Regions from separate parts of the Camelus bactrianus genome. Here region 2 is linked to region 1. Evidence: chromatin contacts called from public Hi-C data. All regions are on one chromosome and are shown on one strand. The core of a region is the stretch at or near the end of the contact, and the rest is flanking DNA. Distances in the headings are between cores, read along the strand shown. Region 1 holds the start of DKK1 (dickkopf WNT signaling pathway inhibitor 1). Region 2 holds the start of MBL2 (mannose binding lectin 2).

Region 1 (6,817 bases), core at 2,855-5,354:
AAAGTTTGTCTGATTTTTAGTTAAAGGTTTCTAGGTTGTGAGTCCCATTCTCAGATCATTTCTGAATATCCAGCTCCTGTAAAACACGTCTTCTGAGCTAGGGTAGAAAGCTACCATGGAGCCTGATTTATCTGGGCTGGCCATCTCCACTGACCAAATAAACATAATCATTGTCAAATCTCGCCTTCTCTTTTTACTGAGGAGTGCAGAAAAGCCTAATCCGTCCTCTCGGGAGTAGTAACACAGGCCTGCTCTAAAAGCTCTTTTAACATCATGAAGAGCATTAAGACCAAAATCTTTTAAAGGCCAATGAGAAAGTCGTAACATTTTTCACTAGACTTAGGAATGAGGGCTCCCTACTATAAATTCAGGATCAGTGCCTACAAAAATGTTGGCAACCCTCGCTGTATGAAATGATGTTTTTTCAATGTTTTCCTAGTGAAGTAAAAGCAAATGGCAACAGATCTGTCTCCTTTGGTTTAACAAAGAGAAAGACACAAAGAAGGAGGGGAGGAAGGGAGAAAGGAAAAGAGAGAGGGAGGTAGTGAATTAACAATGCAGCAGTCAAGTAAGAATCTGAAATAAGAAAGATGAAAAACATGTTTGCAAATAACACTGTGTTTTTTGGAGTGTCTTTGTCTCTCTACCTCATGGATAAAGAGGTTGATGAGCATCTATGCCAGGCATACAGCGCTGAGAGTATGAAGAAGGCACGCATTATAACATTCCTGAGTTCTGTGGCTAAGTTCCACGTCAGTAAACATATTCCACCTATTCTAAAATCTAATGCACAATTTTAAACTTACTGTATTAGTTACGGTTCTGTTTAAGCCAGATCAAAGGAGAGGCAGAGTCCCTACAGAACTAAATAAACTAGGCTTAATAAACCAACTACACCTGCTGCAACTCTTACCACCTCCATCATCTGTCTGCAGGAGAAAGTCACAGTTAGCAGAACACTGTCTTCCTTGAAGCTTGCTGGTCACAATTACTAGATCGAATATGCCCCAAAATACAATCTTCCCCATGACCTACTATGTGCCAAAGTAGAATCTGTTTTGGAAAAAATTTCTCCCTCCATTCCCACGTAGGTATATTTGTTTCCCCAACAACTCAAAGACTGAATTCAGCTTTCTGAGAACAAAAAGGCCCTCTTTAAGACGTTGGAGGTATACTCCCAAATGGACTAGGGTACCGTTTTGCATATAATGGGCACTCACTGTATATGAACTAGATGCTGTTGGAACAATGAACTTCACTCTGCCTCCTTACTCATCCTGCTCTTCTGTTGCCATTAAGCAAATTCAATCATGAAAAGGATTTTCAAATGAAGATTCCACTGACCAAGTAAATGTTTCCATTTGGAACAAAGGACTGGCCTGCTATAGACCTGGGTCTCTCTGGGGATCTCTTACTTAAGTTCTCTCCTGCATAATTAGTGAGTTTATTTCCCATCCTCCCACTAAATTATTTATAGATAGATACTGTGAGTACTCATTTTTTTTTACACTGCATACAGTGCTTAGCTCATAATAGGAACTCAGATATTGACCAAATCATTATTATTAGCTTTCAGATCATGACAATTTCAGGAAGAACACGGAAAGGGGGGAAGGCTCTGCTCTTGAAATGCTGCTCTTGGCCCTAACTCCCCTAACTCAACACAACACTCTATCCAAGCTTAATGAATATTAAACCATACCAGACATATATGTACAAGGATCAAGAATGAATTTATGCAACATGCCTTTTTGCTAAAGTTTTCCTTTTGCTAATTAAATTGTTCCCCCCCACACCTTTTTTTGGCCTCTAGACAATGGTTTCATTTGTGAATTCCAGCTCTTAATCAGCCAAACTGGTTAAATGTATTAACATGTACCATCCCTCCTAAAAAGAGGCAAAGAGATTGCTTTTAGTGTGGCTCAAGCATATTTTCAGAAATATTTAATAAATATTCTATTTAAATAGGGTAATAGGAATAGTAATAATTCTCCACATTTCAACTCGGTAAGAATTCAAGACAGATTGTAGATTTTTTTTTTTTTTACCACACTGAAGATGCTTAACATCGATTATTGACATTATCATCAATATTCTGCAAGTGATAATATGGTACCTAAAATCCCCTATGGCTCTACCCTGTCTGTATAGACTTCACGTTGGCTGAGGGTCACCACGTATCTGCCCGAGGGAGACCTGGTTCATTACTGATTCTCAGTAAAAAGTATACTGACATATTCATTTCTTAGACTCATTTTTAAAAAATCCAATATAAACAATCTCCCCTTTGTTTCCAAATTTAAATTTGTTCCAAAAATTTCTAGAGTAGTAGCCAAGTCTTGGTCATTGTATATGTTCATAAAAAAAAACAAAACTAAAGAAATATGTGGGAGTTAATCCACGTTAGAATTTCAACCAAGAATTGTCAGTAAACCAGAGGAAATTTCACTGGATAGATGGAATTTGGGATAGGAGGGCCACCAGTGTAACTAGAGGCAATATTAAAGAATTGTTTAGAAAATGTTCTTAATGTGACCTCTGAAATCCAAGGATTTAGAACACAGACCATTACAAACTTAAAAAAAAAAATTACCCCTCCCTCACTTAACTTTAGGATTACTATACTACTGAAAAACTATCACTGGCTACACTTGGTGCTGGCCCAAGTTATGTAGGTCAGTGTGCAGAGTGATCATAAACACCCTGTAGGTTAGGGAGCACTCAATATACGTACGTGTCCTAATCTTTTTAACGTTTCTTATTCAATCACCTCTTCTTTTGCTGAATTCACATAGTAACTGTCCATTTTGTGACATAACACCAACCTGCTTTAAGAAGAGCTGTGTACATTTGTCTTTTATTACTACTATAATTAGAATATTTGTATTCTCTGCACCCCCACAACGGGGGAACAACCTGAAGGGGTTGCCCACTCCCCCAGCACTAAACTTCCAATATGTTTTTGTTGAATCAGTTATTTCCAGTGTATAGGCAGAACAGCATTCTTACACACTAGCCGTAACCGTATTATTTGTACACACTGATTTAAATGACAGCAAATTCACTTTGAGCTTCTCCTTTCCTGAAGCTAGTCTTGCATCTCCCCAGAGCGGGTATTCCCTGGTCCCGTGAACGGTTCAGACACAGGCGTTCTCAAGCTTTGCGATATGAAATACTAACGAGGAAGGCAGGCGCTAAGCCTTAAGGGTTTCTTATCGCCCTGTGTTCGCCCACCACTGAGAAGGGGGAACCAGGGAAGGACCACTGACCCAGCCGTCGGACCCTGTCCGCTTTCGTCCTGGCCACTTTGATCTCGCGCGTCTGCCTAATCAAGTTCATCTACTGCCGCGACTGCTCAGATTCAAAGCACATTAAATAGCTTGATTATCGGATGGTCATTTCCCTCTTCCCTCCACCCCTGATCTCGTTTCCAAACGCCAGTCTCTCGCCTCCCTCTCTAAACTTCCCATCAAAAGAGAATTAGTTCTTCTTCCTTCTTACCCTCGTTTGATGTGCTAATGTCTTTCTCTTTGCACATTTTTCCCGTGGTGGCGGGTGGCGGGGGCTGGGGGAGGTGGTGGGCACAGAAGCCAGGGGAAGGAACTGAAGGAACTTAAAGCAAAGGATCTCACCACAAATCTGAAAACCGTGACTGTAAAGGGTTAATCAGCAACTTGCAACGGCCACTTGACCCTCTCGCTAGACTTTGAATTACTAATTGATTTGTACTTAATACTGAATATTATCTACGCGCTCAATAAATCAGTACTGGCATAAGGAAGAGATAAGTGGTTTTGCAGAGAGTATCACAATGCCTGTATGAAAAGTATTTCAGATCCCGATATTCCAATCCCTACTTCAAGGCAAGGGCACCCAAGTTCCCGAAGTTCCACCGTCTTTCCGCATTTATTAAAGTCGTTTCCTCTAATGCTCACTGATTACCATCACCCCGAAGGTGAGCTGGGCAGAACGGCGGCCGCGCGCAAGGGAGGGGCGGGGTGAAGATTGTCAAAGGCTCCCCTTCATGTACACAAACACACCCCCTCCCAGCCCCTCCCAACGCTTTGAAATCCCAACCCGGCTTTGTTGTCTCCCCCCAAGGGGCCGGAATGCTCAGAGCCCGCAGTATAAAGGCAGCCGCGGTGGCGGTGGCCGCGCAGAGCCCCGCAGTGAGGACTCCGGGACCGGCGGAGGCTCTGGGAACACTGACTCTGCAGCTGCGCCGGCACGGCTTCCAGGAGACCAGGCTTGCGAAGTGACATTCCTTTCTCTTTCTCTCCCTGAGCCTTTCTGAGATGACGACTCTGGGCACAGTAGGTGCTGCCCGGGTCTTGGTAGCCCTGGTAGCTGCGGCTCTTTGCAGCCACCCTCTGCTCGGAGTGAGCGCCACCTTGAACTCGGTTCTCGTCAATTCCAACGCCATCAAGAACCTGCCCCCACCGCTGGGCGGCGCTGCCGGGCACCCAGGCTCCGCAGTCAGCGCTGCTCCCGGAATTCTGTTGGAGGGCGGCAACAAGTACCAGACGGTTGACAACTACCAGGTGAGAAGGGTCTCAGGGATCTGGGAACTCTGTGACCTTGAAGTGGTCTCATTTGGGGAGGAGGGAGTAGAACGTGCTAGGTGTGCGCGGTTCAAGGCTTATTCGGAAAATCTGCCTTTCGGTGCAGTGGGCGGCAACAGCTTTTGGAGAGGTGGGCAGAAAGGGACTCTGATGAGCATCCAAGTTCAGGAGTGTGGTACCTGGATGCCCAGGTGCCTCACCCTCTCCTGGCCCCATTCCCACAGCCATACCCATGTGCCGAGGACGAGGAGTGCAGCACTGATGAGTACTGCGCGAGTCCCACCCGCGGAGCGGGCTCCGGTGCGCAAATCTGCCTCGCCTGCAGGAAGCGCCGAAAACGCTGCATGCGTCATGCTATGTGCTGTCCTGGGAATTACTGCAAAAATGGTGAGTCGGGCAGCTCCCTTTCAGACTCAAACTACCCTCTACGAGCCTGAGCCCACCGCTGGGAGACAACGCTCTGCTTCTGAGAACACGCTGCACCACCTGCAAGTGGGACTTCAGCGTGAGAGGTTCCCCTGCAACACCTTCGTGGCGAGTGTTAAATTCGGGAGCAAAGAGAAGGAAGGAAGTTCTGGAGCTCCTTATCTTCCCGTGCCCCTCGATTATTTAACACGACGTCTTACCTCAGAATGGACCCTTACACAAAAATTTGTCTAGGGAGAGTCTTGACACCATTTGAGAAAGATGGGGTGGGGAGGTGGAATTATAAAGAGACCAAGGAAACCAGAAGGGATGTTTAGTTGCCTCTTTCATTTTTCTTATAGTGCCTCTCCCTCACGATCCCCGTTCAAACTGTTATCTGTCAGCAGACAGTGATTTATCTGTGCTGGCCATTCTTAAGGGAGACCTTGATAGCCTTGCATCCTTGGCGTCTCCATCCTTCTCTGCCTCCAAGTCCCGCTGCCATAAAATAAGTACTCCTCCCCTCAACCACATGTCCACTAAAATTTAATGTCTCAAAGAGGTAGATTCAGACAGCCAAAGAAGTCTCCAGAAATAAACTGAAGGGTGGCGACCCTTCTTAGGACCCAGTAATACTCCGGGATGAACTAAATCTCTGTAATACAGAAATTATACAGTAAAGTAACTGGTGAGTGAGATTGTAATCTTCGAGGCATCTGGTGTTGCATTTGCTTAACTTAGTCTGGCAGTACCCATATAGCACTAAGGGCAGAGAAGTTATTTTTAAAAACTTTAAGTGACTGATTTTATTTTTCTTATCCCAAGGGTGATATTAAAATGGGCAGAAATCTCATTGCCACTACCACAGTTGGTGGGAAGTGTCTTAAATGGCTAGATTGGGGATATTGCCTATGAGTGCACACTGACGCTTCTATCCACTTGGGGAATTTTGCTTTAACAGTAGAAAGGAAGTTTGGTTCATGTTTAAAATAATATTACTATAATGAGGTAACTCAAGTCGGTGCAGGTATAACAGACTGCCACTGTCACAGCTATTAGCAGTAACACATTCCAGGTCAGGGGTTAAACACTATCTTCTCCTTCCTTAGGAATATGTATGCCTTCTGATCACAATCATTTCCATCGAGGGGAAATTGAGGAAACCATTATTGAAAGCTTTGGTAATGATCACAGCACCCTGGATGGGTACCCCAGAAGAACTACACTGTCTGCAAAAATGTATCATAGCAAAGGTAGGTTAAAAGACCTTAAGACTCATTCTTTTTGGTAAGCACCTCAAAGTGTCTTTTGGACTACCTTAATGAAATAACGGAGGCTTAGCAGTGACCATGTGCTTTTCCTATTGTCTCCTCCTTCCTAGGACAAGAAGGCTCTGTCTGTCTCCGATCATCAGACTGTGCCACAGGGTTGTGTTGTGCTAGACATTTCTGGTCCAAAATCTGTAAACCTGTCCTCAAAGAAGGTCAAGTGTGCACCAAGCACAGGAGAAAAGGCTCCCACGGGCTGGAGATATTCCAGCGTTGTTACTGCGGAGAAGGCCTGTCCTGCCGGATACAGAAAGATCACCATCAAGCCAGTAATTCTTCTCGGCTTCACACCTGTCAGAGACACTAAGCCAGCTGTCCGAACACAGTGGACTCCATTTACCTAATATATTCTATGAAAACCGTTTGTGACTTTTGTGAGCTCAATCCTTAAGGATATACAAATTCTGTGGTTACAGTTAAACATTCCAATAATACCTTCCGAAAATCTGGAGTGTAAGAGCTTTGTTTCTTTATGGAACTCCCCTGTCATTGATTGCAGTAAATTACTGTGTTGTAAATTCT
Region 2 (6,817 bases), core at 1,241-3,740, 330 kb after region 1:
TCCCAGGAGGCAGCAGGAGAAGGGGCATCTCCCACATGGTACTCAGAGTTCCTGGACCCTGGGGCCTTCAGCCTAACCTTGCTGCATTAAACACCTTACCCAAATCATCTCCAGGGTCTCCTTTTTGGCCCACTGGTCCTGGTAACCCAGGAGTCCCTGGGATTCCTTGAGGCCCTGCCTTTCCAGGAGGGCCTTGCAAGCCTCTGAGTCCTTGGCCTGTTGGAGGACAAAGAAAACAGGACTCAATATTCATGTTCCTACTCGATTTCTCCAAAGGCTTGATGCCCAGTCCTTTCCTGGGAGGAAGGAGATATTGATCCAGGGCTAACTTGTCCGAGCCACTGCTTCCAAAGACCATAGAAGAAAAGCCTCGTCTGTCCCATCAGGTGGTCTGCCTTGAGAGTCAACTCCCTGAGCCAGAAGGACACTGTGTGTCACCAATTCCTGTGTGGAAGACTGGGAAGCCAGAGAGTCTGAGCTGTATCTCTGTTTTGAATTATAATATGGCATTGAGAGAAGTACAAGCTGCATGAGTGTGACATTACCCACCTCACATCTCCAGGCAGCTTCCTCTGGGAGACAGAGTCACAGAGACAGAACAGCCCAAACTGTATCTGGTTCTCCCTTTTCTCCCTTGGCACCATCATGCCCATCTTTGCCTGGGAAGCTGCTGATGCCTGGAGAACTACAGGCAATCACAGGGCAAGTCTTTTGGACATTCTCACAGTTTTCTGTTTCTGTGCAAGATGCTGTCACCACAATCAGGAGGAGGAGAAGGAGCGATGGAAGCAGGGACAAGGTCCTCACCTTGGGGTGGGAAAAGTCAAGGATGGTTATCTCATCTTGTTCCGTTAATCAACACATATTTTCCAAACATGCCCACTTTCTATGTAACATACATACATACATATATATATGTTTCTGTATAACCTATACTGTGCACAGGTATTGTAGAGATGGATGACCCATTCCTGGCCTCCAGAAAAGGGATTTGGAAAAGTAAATACTGCTATGACATTGTGTGGTTAATACTTCAATAAAGCTAGGCACAACAACTTGCATTGTCGTGGGGAGAGGGGTCACTAGTGCCTGGGCTTCTAGTGTTACTGCTGGAAGGCTATGAGTGTGCTCTCTTTGTCCTTTGTGAGAGCAAATAGGCCTACACATTGCTTATTAGCTCACTCATGCCTGTGAGTTTACCAGGTAAACTCGGATGGAGACCCAGGGATCTGTAGGAGCTCTCTCTCTCCCTACCTCTCCCCTCAGAGCCCATCTGTCACCTGCACACCAGTATCCCATCCTCATATCTGGACAGTCCATTGCTCTCCAGGGCCAATTAACCGACATTTACTCAGTGGCAGGCATTGAGCTGCAGTCTAATGATCCAGAGTCACTACTCCTTACCAACCCAGCCAGAATTAACTTGAGTGTGCTTCCTCTTGCTGTTTTATTTCCCACTGCAAGAGACACTTGCAAAGGGGAGAATTTTCTCTGGAAATTTCTCACTATCTTGTCCCTGGCAGGGTGCCTGATCCCTCTCTACTTCCTGGCAGGAGTTTTGTGTGTTCTATAAGTCAAAACCACTTGCCATTAGACCACCTTCCTTGAAAACCTTTCTATTTCTCCATCTCAGTCTTTTCAAACATTTCATCTGCCTTCAGAGTTCTCTACCAGCTGTCCCTCCCCAGGAAACCTCAGCAGCCCAGCCTCAAGGGTCTAATCCTTCTTGGCTCTTTTTGAAAACAAAGGCACAGTCTCATTTGCAAATGGTCAGCTGAACCCAGGAGAGTCACAGATGCCCCAGCATAATCAGAGAAAGAGATACCCTCAGCACGGCTTTTGCCTGCCACCTGCCCACATCCACTTCCCAGAAAGTCTCCTCTAGGCCCCCAGATCATGTCAAGTCCCTAGACATTTGATATAAGACCCCAGATCCATTTACCAGAAAGAAATCACTGGGACTTCTTCCGAGCAGGGATGCAGTGACGAGGAAACTGGCCCTCCAGCAGGATGCTCTGGCAGACGTGTCAGGGTGAGGGAGGAGGCTGGACTTGGTATCGCAAGGCCTAGTCAGCCTTGTGAACAGGGACAGCAGAGGCCTGGCCTTCAACCCCAGATTAATGAACAACTCTTCTTAAGAGCAGTTCCCAGGGGCTTCTGGCACTGTGCTTGGTGGCTGTTTTCTTTAACACTGTACAGTTCCTCCTTCCAGTTGCCATCCGTTTTGGCAGTTCTTACTGCTGAGCCGCCAGAAGTAGGCACACATGATTAGTCATGCCGAAATGCTTGTTTCCAACAGAGAAACAAAAAAGATTCCCACGAACACACCCACACGCTTGTGCATACTGGCCGTACACACAGACATGCCAGTGTACACACACACACTCATCTGTGGAGGTGCAGCAGACGCCTTGCTGCCTTTAGCACACCTTGACTGCTCCTGCCTCAGGCTCTGCACTGGGCGCCCTCCCAGCCTCAACGTCCCCTCCATTGTGCCGCTGGCGGGCTCTTTGTCTTCCATTGAAATATTCCTGTCTCAGAGAATCCTCTGTTGATAGCTTTATCTGAGTTGTTGCCACTGTCTATCCTCTTAGCTTACCTTATTTTCTTTCATATTACTTAGGACACACAATATTATATTCTAGCCATTTATCTTATTTTATCACAATAAAAAGTAGGAAAGTATAGATAACATAAAATGTACTGTTTTGACCATTATCAGGTGTACAATTTGGCAGCATAAATTACATTCACATTGTTGGGCAACCATCACTATCCATTTCCAGAACTTTTTCATCATGCCTAACTGAAACTCTGTACCCATTAGAAATAATTCCTCCCACCAAAAAAAAAAAATGTCCTCCATTTCCAACCCCACCCTTACCCTCAACCCCTGGCAACCACTGTTCTACTTTTTGTCTTTATGAATTTGACTACTCTAGACATCTTGTGTAAGTGGAATCCTACAGTATTTATTTTCATAACTGGCTTATTTCACTTAGTATGATGTTTTCAAGGCTCATCCATGAGGTGGACTGTATCAGAATTACCTTCCTTTTTAAGTCTGAATAATGTTCCACTAAATGTAAGTACCACATTTTTGAAAGCTTCATTTTTAATAGCCAGAAAAACTGGAAATAACCCAACTGTCCTTCAACAAGTGAATGGATAAACTGTGGAAAACTCACAAAAAAGGAAACAGATTATTAATTAATATAATAACTTGGATGAATTTCAAGGGCATCGTGTTTTAAGTAAAATAAATATCTCAAAAGTTTACAAATTCTGTGATTCTTTTTAGATCGTATTCTTGAAATGACAACATTAAATAATGGAGAACAGTCAGCAGTTGGCAGTGAGCAGGGCTGCAGGGAGGGTGTAACTATAAAGTGTAGCACAAGGAAGTTTCATTCGGATGATGGAACAATTCTGAATCTTCATTGTGGTGATTATACAAACCCATGATTGTGATAACATTTCATAGAACTATACACCAAGAAAAATGCAGGGAAGTAATGGTTAAATCCAAATAAAATCCTTATCTCTTTGTTTTATTCCAATGTCCTGGTTTTGACTCTTGTACTCTGGTGTGTTATATCCTACCATTGGTGAGTGATGGATGAGGGTACATGAGAACCTTGTTTTTTTAGACTATTTTTTTCCACTTGTCTGTGAGAAAAAAAATATTTCAAATGAAAAAGTTTCCAAAGGGAATCTCAAGGATGTTATGAGTGATCCAAAGACCATCCCTGCTTCCTTCAGAGCTTTGTCCAAGTTGTGCAACAATGAGAATAGTTTGTGCAATGGCTTAAAAGTGAGAAAGAGTAGGCTGGGTTCCTGCAGATAATGCTGTCCAGTCTGACTGGTTTTACAGTGTGAGACCCAAAAGTGTGAGAGATGAGATATAAGCCTGTTGATAATAGGACTTACAAACTATGTGAAGGACTTTGGATCTCCTCCCAAGGGTCATAAGACAAATTCCAATAGAAGAGGAATGATCATATTTGAATTTTTCAAAAACTGACTAAAATGTGGAGAAAGGTTGGAGGGGAGCAGAACTGGGTAAAAGCAGAGCTGGAAGAAAGTGTGTACTGTCGTCTAAACAGCAGATGGTGGTGGCCAGAATTAGGGTAATGGCAGTTGTATCAAAAAGGTGACACATTTGAGAAACATATACAAGGTATAGTTGATGGAGTTTGGTTGGATGTGAAATGGTGAGCAAGAAAAAGGAAGTTGTTTGGACACACAAGTTTCTGACTTGACTGTCTGGGTGCCATTCAACTGATTGCCAGAGGTATAATGAGTATCTTGTGGGTAAATGGCTTGACTTGTCTTCTTTGTTGATTTTATTTGAAGACTGGCTAAGTCAAAAGATCAGAAATGTGCCTTTGCCCACCCCCCACTTGGTGTTCTGGTTTTGGTGTATGCGTAGTTTTGAGTTTTTCTATGCTGATTGTATTTATATTAAACTACTGGTTGTTAAAAAAAAAAAAGTGGCTTGAATCATGTGCCAGTGGTCAAGAGGGATAATCTAGAAGTAATAGAACAATAGCTTAGTGAAGCAAAATTTATTTAATTCTGGACAGCATTTCTAATAGATGTCATGGTGGCTTCGGTGGTGAAGGAGTCCATCACAGGAGCTTCAAACAGAGGTTGCAGAGCCATGTGGTGAAGTATCATATAGGCCTCCAAACACCAGAAGGAAAGTGCATGGGATTCCCTTCCAGGTCCTTTCCAACTACACTGTCCTTGGCTTGTGGAGGGTCTGGTTTCCTTACTTTCTGCTGACCCATCCCCTGTGCCTAAAAGATGTCCAGGATGGTACAGAGCCACAGTGACAGAGACCAGGAGATCCAGGGTCTAAAAAAGGCTGCTGGCAACTTGTTCATCTCTCTTCCCTGCTCTTTAGTATCCAGACTTTCCCCTTGCTCCTACTCCAAACTGGCAGGAGATGAAATAAGGCAGCTGACTCCAGGTCACACTGGAAATGCTGGCTTTGATCACTGTGCTTTTTATTGAACCCTTAGTCCAGAGGTCAGTAAGCTGTCCTCTGGATCTGACATTTCCTGTAACTGAGCTGGGAAGGTGTGGGCTTCTAGGTGCGAAGTCAGTCTGATTGAGTCACTGCTCCTGGTGCAGCTATGAGTCCTTCCTGTTCTCCAGAGTCTCCAGGAGGTCTTTCCCATCATGAGATAAACTTCTCCACGTGTGTCAGCCCCAGACTACCCAGTCCTCACTCCTCCTCATTGATAAGGCAACTGTGCATATTTGTTCTGAACCTTAAGCTCTTCCTAGAACTGCCTCCACCCTGGCACCCCCTCTAGACAACAACATTGCCTCTCTGACCTGTAGGAGGACTGCCTGCCCCACCACACACACACACATCCCTTTCCTCTAGTGGAATGGAATCCCAGCTCAGCCACTTCCTGGCTGGATGAGCTTGGCCAAGTTCCATCTCCTTCAGATTCTGTTTTTTCATCTGTGAATCAGGACACCACTGTCTTGGCTATGCCATGGTATGCCCCTTTATGGTCCACACTTAGAGCACATGGCATGCAGTTCACCATGCCAGCCTGCTTAAGACAAGGTCTTCACTGCCTCCAGGATGACAGCACAGTAGTCTTCCTACCTTGGGAAGTAGTGTTCTTGGGCAACCCCATCTGGGAGGTATGGTTTGAAATTTGGAACCAGAAGGTTTGGTTTGAGCTCATGACTATGAGTTTAGACAGACCACGTGTTCTGGCTGAGCCTCAGTTTTCACATCTATAAGATTTTGAATCTTGTCCTCTTTCCCACAGGGATGTGATGTCACTGTGTTTCCAGTAAATGAGAAGTGTTAGACTGCCCTCCAGGCAAAGATTACCAGAAACACCCCTAAAGTCTTTTAGATTTTTTTTCACATTACTACAATAGGGACATTACAAACAGTGGTGAGTCATATGACTTCTCAGTAACAGGTCTTCAGGAGGGGATTTTTTTGTGGGATTTGGCATTCCATTGAGTGCTTTTGGGGAAAGGCTTAAGGAACAGGTGTCGACACTAGATAGGATGCTGCAAATAAGATGAAGCAATTCCATCACTGAGTTATCATAATAAATTTTATGTAGGAGGAGAGAGGAATAGGACAAGGCAAAGCTATGTTTTGTAAAGAACAGCAGATAGTCATGGTAGCCAGGAGAGGGACATGTTTTCATTTTTATGGTTCATAGAGTGACTTTTTATCTGTGTCCAGATACAATTTTGGAATGGTCATTGTGTCTCCTGTTAACCTGAAATAAATAGACTGCCAGATATTGCTCCAGCAGAGAGGGATTTATTCAGGATCAGCAGAGCATTGCAACTCAGGGTCTGCAATCATGGCAGGCCGTATACAAGTCCCATACAGCAAGGGAAGGGTCTCTTTTATAGAAAAGAAAAGGAAGTTGGGGGGGCTATAGTAAACAAGAGACCATGGCTTTTTGTTGGCTGGGTCCTTGCCAAGAAAGGAGAGTCCTTCTCCCTGTTGGGCACTGCTGTCATTACAGGGCATGAGAGCTCCCCCAACTCTATTTAATTGAGGCTTCTGTTTGTTATTTTTCACACTCATAAGAGAATGATCTTGTTTTATGTTGGTGTTCTGTGAAATTATTTATGGTCAGCAGAGAATGCCATAGTCTGGCTGTGAGAGACAGCTGACAGTGGTCACATGGTTTTTCTTTATCATCAGTATCCTTTGTGGCCAATGTCTGATCTTCTCAAACTTTCTGTCCTTCGTTTCTACTTACACTGTTGTTTCCAATTGCTCATTTTTGCTCATGAATGCTTTGAGAATATGAAA

Evidence for each region. Hi-C and Micro-C count contacts between places; a contact is called where the count stands out from the background.
Region 2: a Hi-C map of liver shows a contact between it and region 1, with 6 times the contacts expected there. The contact joins the promoter of MBL2 here to the promoter of DKK1 in region 1. A contact is called at or near these places in 2 of 2 Hi-C or Micro-C datasets (blood and liver).

What each region holds. Positions count from the first base shown.
Region 1 is chr11:53,009,185-53,016,001 of ASM4877302v1, forward strand. It overlaps DKK1 (dickkopf WNT signaling pathway inhibitor 1), which reads left to right and starts at 4,105. Exons shown (of 4, transcript XM_010971274.2): 1 at 4,105-4,541; 2 at 4,787-4,949; 3 at 6,077-6,220; 4 at 6,349-6,817. The coding sequence starts at 4,296. The coding sequence ends at 6,602.
Region 2 is chr11:53,344,540-53,351,356 of ASM4877302v1, forward strand. It overlaps MBL2 (mannose binding lectin 2), which reads right to left and starts at 2,491. Exons shown (of 5, transcript XM_010971305.2): 1 at 2,384-2,491; 2 at 618-807; 3 at 100-219. The coding sequence starts at 2,491.